Linked DNA regions of Oryctolagus cuniculus: region 2 is linked to region 1. Evidence: chromatin contacts called from public Micro-C data. All regions are on one chromosome and are shown on one strand. Each heading gives the region's core, a stretch centred on a gene start, on an enhancer-like site or on the middle of the called end of the contact. The rest is flanking DNA. Distances are from core to core; before and after follow the strand shown. Region 1 has its middle 26 kb from the start of SLC44A3. Region 2 has its middle 74 kb from the start of F3.

The links. Hi-C and Micro-C count contacts between places; a contact is called where the count stands out from the background.
Region 2: a Micro-C map of ear pinna shows a contact between it and region 1, with 2.3 times the contacts expected there. The contact joins two enhancer-like sites. A contact is called at or near these places in 2 of 6 Hi-C or Micro-C datasets (ear pinna and an unstated tissue).

Annotation. Positions count from the first base shown.
Region 1 is chr7:75,916,354-75,919,590 of mOryCun1.1, forward strand. No RefSeq gene overlaps it. Among named protein-coding and RNA genes, the nearest start is that of SLC44A3, 26 kb to the left of the region's middle. Within about 2 kb of position 1,663, at least 1 of the 8 cell types and tissues checked has an H3K27ac peak or open chromatin away from gene starts, as enhancers often do. A contact at or near this core is called in ear pinna, where this site is marked.
Region 2 is chr7:76,080,281-76,083,571 of mOryCun1.1, forward strand. No RefSeq gene overlaps it. Among named protein-coding and RNA genes, the nearest start is that of F3, 74 kb to the right of the region's middle. Within about 2 kb of position 1,536, at least 1 of the 8 cell types and tissues checked has an H3K27ac peak or open chromatin away from gene starts, as enhancers often do. A contact at or near this core is called in ear pinna, where this site is marked.

The DNA.
Region 1 (3,237 bases), core at 413-2,912:
AAAAGAAAAGAATACTATTGACTGCTATTATCTAGTGGAGCTTTTATTCTTAAAATTCAAAGTAGTTGAGATCCAATATAATCAATACAATTAATTTTATCTCAAAACAAAATTTTGCTTTCACTTGTCCATATAACTTTCTAGTTCTCATGATATATAACGTTTCACGTATTTCCAGTGTTCCAAAAAGTGTTTTATAGGTTTACCTAAACTCATGTATAAGAGTTTTTTTTTTTTTTTTTAAAGAAAATGATGGATGGGATGGGTGTGTTTGGCACAGAGGTTAACTTGCTGCTTGGGATACTTGCATCCCATATCAGAGTGCCTAGGTTTGAGTCCTGGCTTCATTTTTTTTTTTTTGGTAAGATTTATTCCATTTATTTGAAAGGCAGAATTACTGAAAGAGGGAGAGAGTGAGAGAAGGAGAGAGAGCGAGAGTAAGAGTTGATATCTTCCATCTTTTGGTTCACTCCCTAAATGGCTGCAACAGCCAGGGCTGGGCCAGGCTAAAGCCAGGAGCCAGGAGCTTCTTCCAGGTCTCCCACGTGGGTGCAAGGGCCCAAGCACTTGGACCATGCTCTGCTGCTTTCCTAGGCACATTAGCAGGGAGCTGGATCAGAAGGGGAGCAGCTGGGACTCAATCTGGCACCTATATGGGACAGCGCTGGAGAAGGAAACAGGTTAGCATACACTGCCCAGCCTCTGAGTACGATGATCTCCTTTTAAATGGTTTTTCTTTCATTTTTGAAGCTTAAACTTACTGCCTGCCTTTTTCAAGCTGGTGCCAGGAAGAGCTGGACATGATTGGTATGCAAATGGTTTAATGCAATAGGAAAAGGCATTTTAGAAACGCAAGCTGACTTTCCGGATGTCTGGGTTCCTTTTTTCCCCCTTCTTTCATAAACTATTTGGTTGGTTCCATTGGAATAAAAAGTAACTAACTGGGGGATAAAAATAACTTCTTTTGTAATTCTGCCTCAACAGACAACAACAATATATTGTGCTTTTTCATGGAAAGATCTAATTTTAGAAAGAATGCAAGAATCCGGCAGCCTGCTGAGTAATAACTGCTTGGCGAGATTGATGCTTACAACAGATCACCACGCTAAAAGCCCTTCTTTAGAAGGTCTGTGAATTGCTTTTTTACGTAACTTGCACGTGTTATTTTGTGACACGGGAAACCTCCTCTAATAGGAAATGAAAAGGTTGTCTGTATAGGGCTTCGGGGATTCCTTTACATCCTGTGCAATGACTCACAGTTTAAATGCACCAGGTTCGGGAGAGGAAGTGTCTTTCATGGTCTTAGAAAAATAAAAACTGTAAACCAGAAACAGAAACAGCAGCCCGCACTCCTCTGTGTGCCCTTGGGCCGAGGGGATGCGCTTTGCATTTGAAGTCCCTGAAACAGTGGACTTCGGGACCAGGATCGCGGGACCCTGGAAGACTGTGAAGACCCTGTCTTTATGCTGCTTGGCTCCGTGACAGTTACCTTTTCTTTTTGCTGTGATTTCCCCCGGATTTAGAACTTTAGTCATCTAGCTCAAGTACAGCCAGAATGTGTTCGCTACTCTGCACTGTTGATGAGGCTGAATGAAATAGAAAGAAGAACTACAACTCTGAACTCTCGGCTCAGAGTCCCAGGGTCCCGCCCTAGTTTAGGTGAACGCCAGGGGGACCGCAGAGGTGACCCCTGAGTTGGGGGGAGGTCGCCCTCAGCTCAGAGCCTCTCTCCTGCTCTGGCTTCGTGATCTGCCAGACGTCTCTTCTGGAAGCCAGTTTTCCCGCTGCCCAGAATCTCAGTGAGGTTTTGACTGAAATAATCTTCCCAACAAAAGTTCAGTGTCAGGCCCTCTCCTTGTTGCGGAAGTGGTGCTGATTGGAATTGGGAAGAGCCTGGTGACCTCTGAAACAAATTGAAAAAAAAAAGGGAAGAAAAACAAGTTTTGAAAGTTAACTCACGATTTCCATAGAAGAAATCACCATTATTCCGACATATGTTGCATACCATTTGTAAATAGAACCAAGGATCTCCCACTCCCAGATCTGGGCAACTAAGCCTTCTCAGATTTGTGGACGTGTGTTATCCTGAATTTCATTCAATGACCTGCTGGTATAATCTGGTTCCTATTTCACCCAGCTGCATTATTTCGAGTGATAATTTCATTAACAACTAAAATAAATTGAAGTTTATAGACATAATTTGATTTGGGCTATATGTTTTATAAAAATAAAAACAAATCTTTAAACCACTCACCCTAAACTTCCAGGTATGAAGGAAGAAAAATTTTGCAAAGTGTGGCCAGATGGGCCAGTTCAGTTTACCTAGGGTTTGCAAGATTCCAAGACTCAGATCCTGAATGGCTTGGGATCTGGAAGGGTCACAGAAGAAGTCGGGAGAGGGACCTTACAATGAAATCCTTTCATATCTATGTTAGCGAGAGTAAACCTAAATGGAAACGGGAAGCCTTGAGACGGGATTTTCAGTCTTTAGAATGCAGCAACCTTTCTCCAAATAATCACTGCTGTAGATGTGGATGAAAAGCGGTGCATGAGGCATGGAGCAGCACCGAGCCCCGCTCGCCATCTGAGTGGCCTCCTGAGTTCTGGCCCCGTGACTGAACCCTTCCCCGGTGGAATGAATAATCACAGAACAGCAACGTTTCTGAAGGCAGGAATCAGGGACGACGACAGGAGCTTCTGTGCTTTCAAAATAAATTGTAAAATGATGAAGGCAGGTGACCAGCTATAGTCCAAACTGGTTCCCATGGTAGTCAGGGTGACTTTGGCGTGTGAAAAATCAAAGTGATAACGCAGGTGTGAATTTAGGTCTAGAAACTCAAGTGTGCAAGCATAAGCTCAGTCTTTAAGAACACCTTTATGGGGCCGGAGCTGTGGTGCAGCGGGTTGATGCCCTGGCCTGAAGCGCCGGCATCCCATATGGGCGCTGGTTCAAGACCAGGCTGCTCCACTTCCCATCCAGCTCTCTGCTGTCGCCTGGGATAGCAGTGGAAGATGGCCCAAGTCCTTGGGCCCCTGCACCCGCATGGGGGACCTGGAAGAAGCTCCTGGCTCCTGGCTTCAGATCAGTGCAGTACTGGTTGTTGTGGCCAATTGGGGAGTGAACCATTGGATGGAAGACCTCTTTCTCTCTCTCTTTCTCTCTGCCTCTCCTCTGTCTGTGTAACTCTGACTTTCAAGTAAAAAATAAATATATCTTTAAAAAAGAAAAACACCTTT
Region 2 (3,291 bases), core at 286-2,785, 160 kb after region 1:
GAAGGCGAAGCAAGAACTATTCCGATCCAGCCCCGTCCTTGCCTCCAGCTAAACCTCTATGTCCACCGGTGCAGGAGCTGCACAGGCTGTCCTTGGAGCTCGTGAGGAAGCTGTCTGTGGGCCAAAGAAACTCCCCTGCGGATGTGCAGAGTTAATTCCGACCTGGCCCCCTGAGCCGTCACATATTTCCACTGGGAAGCTTCTCTCAAGGCAGCTTCCTAAAATGTCTTTACCTGCCCTCCCCGTCTCGCTCCAGCTGGTGGGAGGTGGAGAGACTGACCCCAGGGCGTGCATCCCTCTTCCCCAGGTCAGGTATTAAGGCTGCCATTCCCAGGTGAGCTGTGCAGAGCTCAGGAGGCCAGGGCGGGTGAGGCCAACACTGCCAATGGTTGGCCCAGAGGCACTGGCACTTACCCTTCCCCAGGCCTGTGCATTCTGCCTCTCTGACCTCAGGAACACGCTCAGCCCAGAGGCAGGCAGGCCAGGCTTCCCAGGGAGCTGCCGCCCACCACCAGTGACAGATAACAACAGTAAGGTGGACCATGCTGGGCCAGCTCTCCACCACCCCTGGGGGTCCCCACTGGAATGAGAGCCATTGTGCACAAGGGAACGTCTTCATTCCACCTCCTGCACTGGCTGTCCTGTCTTGTCAACCCGCTTCAGCCCCACAGTGGACAGGAAATGCCAGAAGGAATGAGGAAGTGTTGGAGAGATGGCATCTCCGTGAGCCCTAATCAGACTCCAGTGAGTAATTATGCAAGAAGTGGGTGCTGATCCCTGTCCCTGGCTAAGTGGCTGTGTCTGTCTCATCAACCAAGGGTTTACAGGCCCTCTAAGGCCAACCATCAAGGATGGGAACGTTCATTCTTGTTTCTCCAGGACCTCCTGCAGGTGGGGCTTCTGGCAGGGTCCCCATAAATGCTGCTGCTTTTGCCTGAGCTGTGGTATAATGGGTAAGGCCACTGCCTGTGATGCCAGCATCCCAGAGGAGCAACGATTCATGTCCCGGCTGCTCACTTCCGATTCAACTCCCTGCTAGCGGCCTGGGAAAGCAGCAGAAGATGGCCCAAGTGTTGGACCCCTGCACCTGTATAGGAGAACCAGTTGAAACTCCTAGCTTTGAAACTCCAGCCTTAGCTGTTGCAGCCATCTGGGAAGTAAACCAGCAGATGGAAGATCTGTCTCTCCTCTCTCTCTGTAACTATCTTTCAAACATTTTCTTTAAAAATGAATAACTAAATAAAAATAAATGCTCCTTCCAACTCACTCCAGAGAAGCTCAGTTGGAAGGGCTCTTCAAAGAGCACTGAGACAGAACAAGTCTTTTCCATCCATCAGAAGCTATCAAGGATCAACAGTTGGGGCATTGCTACATCCCGTCTTTTTTAGCACTGGAGGAATCAGCTTTAAGTTTAGGGCTCTTGCTCCTGGCTTAAGAGCTGTGAGGAAGAAGTCAAGTGAGAGCAGCCAGGGCTTTGAGGCAGGGGCTCTGCCCTGAACTGGGTATTTCCCTGTGCCTAGAACCAGGAACAGGCTATCTGGAGCTCCTCTCTGCTTGTCTCTGCCAGGCTCACTCTGGACATCGCCCCATCTGGCCATGGCGTGCATTGATTGTCTGTGGCAGGGAACCAAGAGGATATTGAAAAATCCTGGTAGGATATGAGATTTGGAATGAGCTTGAGGAATTCATTTAATCGAATCTTACTTTTAAAATTCCCTAATGAAAAGGAAAAAGAAAAAAAAAAAGAGAGGGAAAAGTTGCTGGCACTTGCAATGAAGGTCGGATCATCAAGTCGGGTGTGTCACCCACAGATGGTACATGGCTGGTCTCCAGGGACTCCTGGTGACTGCCGCTGGCTTCTCAGCATCTGCACACACCGTCTGGGTTAGTAGGCATGGGCTGGACCTGGGAGGAACTGATGAACCACATGTGTCTGAGCCTTTCACTTCCTTGGCGTGACTCAGGCCAGGCAGGCTCACCTCTCCTCCCCAGGATTCGCAGGGCCTCCGGAGATAAGGGGGAGAGGGAGAGCAGACCTGGGTGTGGTGTTGCCTGGGACTGATCCAGTCCCTAGGTTCCTTGGCTGCAGAGTGGCCTGGCCCTGTCGCACAGGTGGTTCCTTTTCATTCTTCGGTAAGTGAAGCCCCAGAGGGGAAAAGGAAGTGGAAGGAGGGGCACAGAGAACTTTGCTCCAGGCCCTCTCTCTCCCTGGGAATTAAATGTTTGCTGCAAAATAAATGCCTTTGGTGGCTTTAAATGTCACCAATGTTATATTCCAGTAGGGACACAGTCTCCACTGGACTCACCCTTGTTTTGACTCCTGCTCCCCCAGGTCCAGCTCTTGAAAGCATGAGTGTCTCTCTGAAGGTGGAGCCCAGAATATGACGCCTGGACAAGTAGAGGGGAACCTCCGGATTAGTCACCAAAGTTCAAAGTTAAATGAGTAACCAAGTGAGAGAGGACATGCAGGCATACATGGTATCTGGGGCCAGGACCAAGGCCTGCAGACAGCCCAGGATACCACTACAGCAACCAAGCTTCTCTCATGGCGATTCAACCAAGTATTTCTCAGGCAAGGGTCCCCATGTGCAGTCTCCTGATCCCCAAACTTATGGCTGATTCCTAACAGGTCTTTATAACAGGTAAAGTTGTTGAAGAAAATGGGATGTAAGGGTGCCAGAGCTATGGGTCCTTGGCAATGGGTCCTTGGGAGGTTTGGGTAATTAGACCTCACCCACCCAGTGTGCTGGGCTTGCCAAAGCCTGTCTTCAGAAATGCTCTTGGCCTTGATTTCATCCTAGCTGTTGAGAGGTTTATTTCTTCAGAGGTCTTTCTCAACTCCTAGGGATCACAAGACAACATGTCTGCCCTCCCCTGTGCAATCAATCCAGAAACATGTGGTCAGCCTTGACCTTGAGAACAGCACAGCAGGGGCTGGAGGGAATCCCAAAGATGCAAGACATTAGGAAGCCACCAGGAGTCTGCACTTTCGTTGGGGAACCAGCACACATAGCAGTGACCGTTAAGTGGGAGTACGTGCTGGCCATCGCACACAAGAGTTAGGGGTACAGGTCCAGAGGTCAGACGGCCCGGCACACAGGCCAGCTCTGCCATTCACAGTAATTGTGACCTTAGGTGAGACACAAGACTGCCCCAGGCCTCAATTTCTCAGTCACAGGCACCCCTTCCCTAAGATTGTAAGGAGTCGTCAGTGAGATCATTGTGCAAAGTACCAGGCACAGGACCTCACCCTCGGGAAGTACTCAACAGCCCCCAGCTCTTGCGATTTTT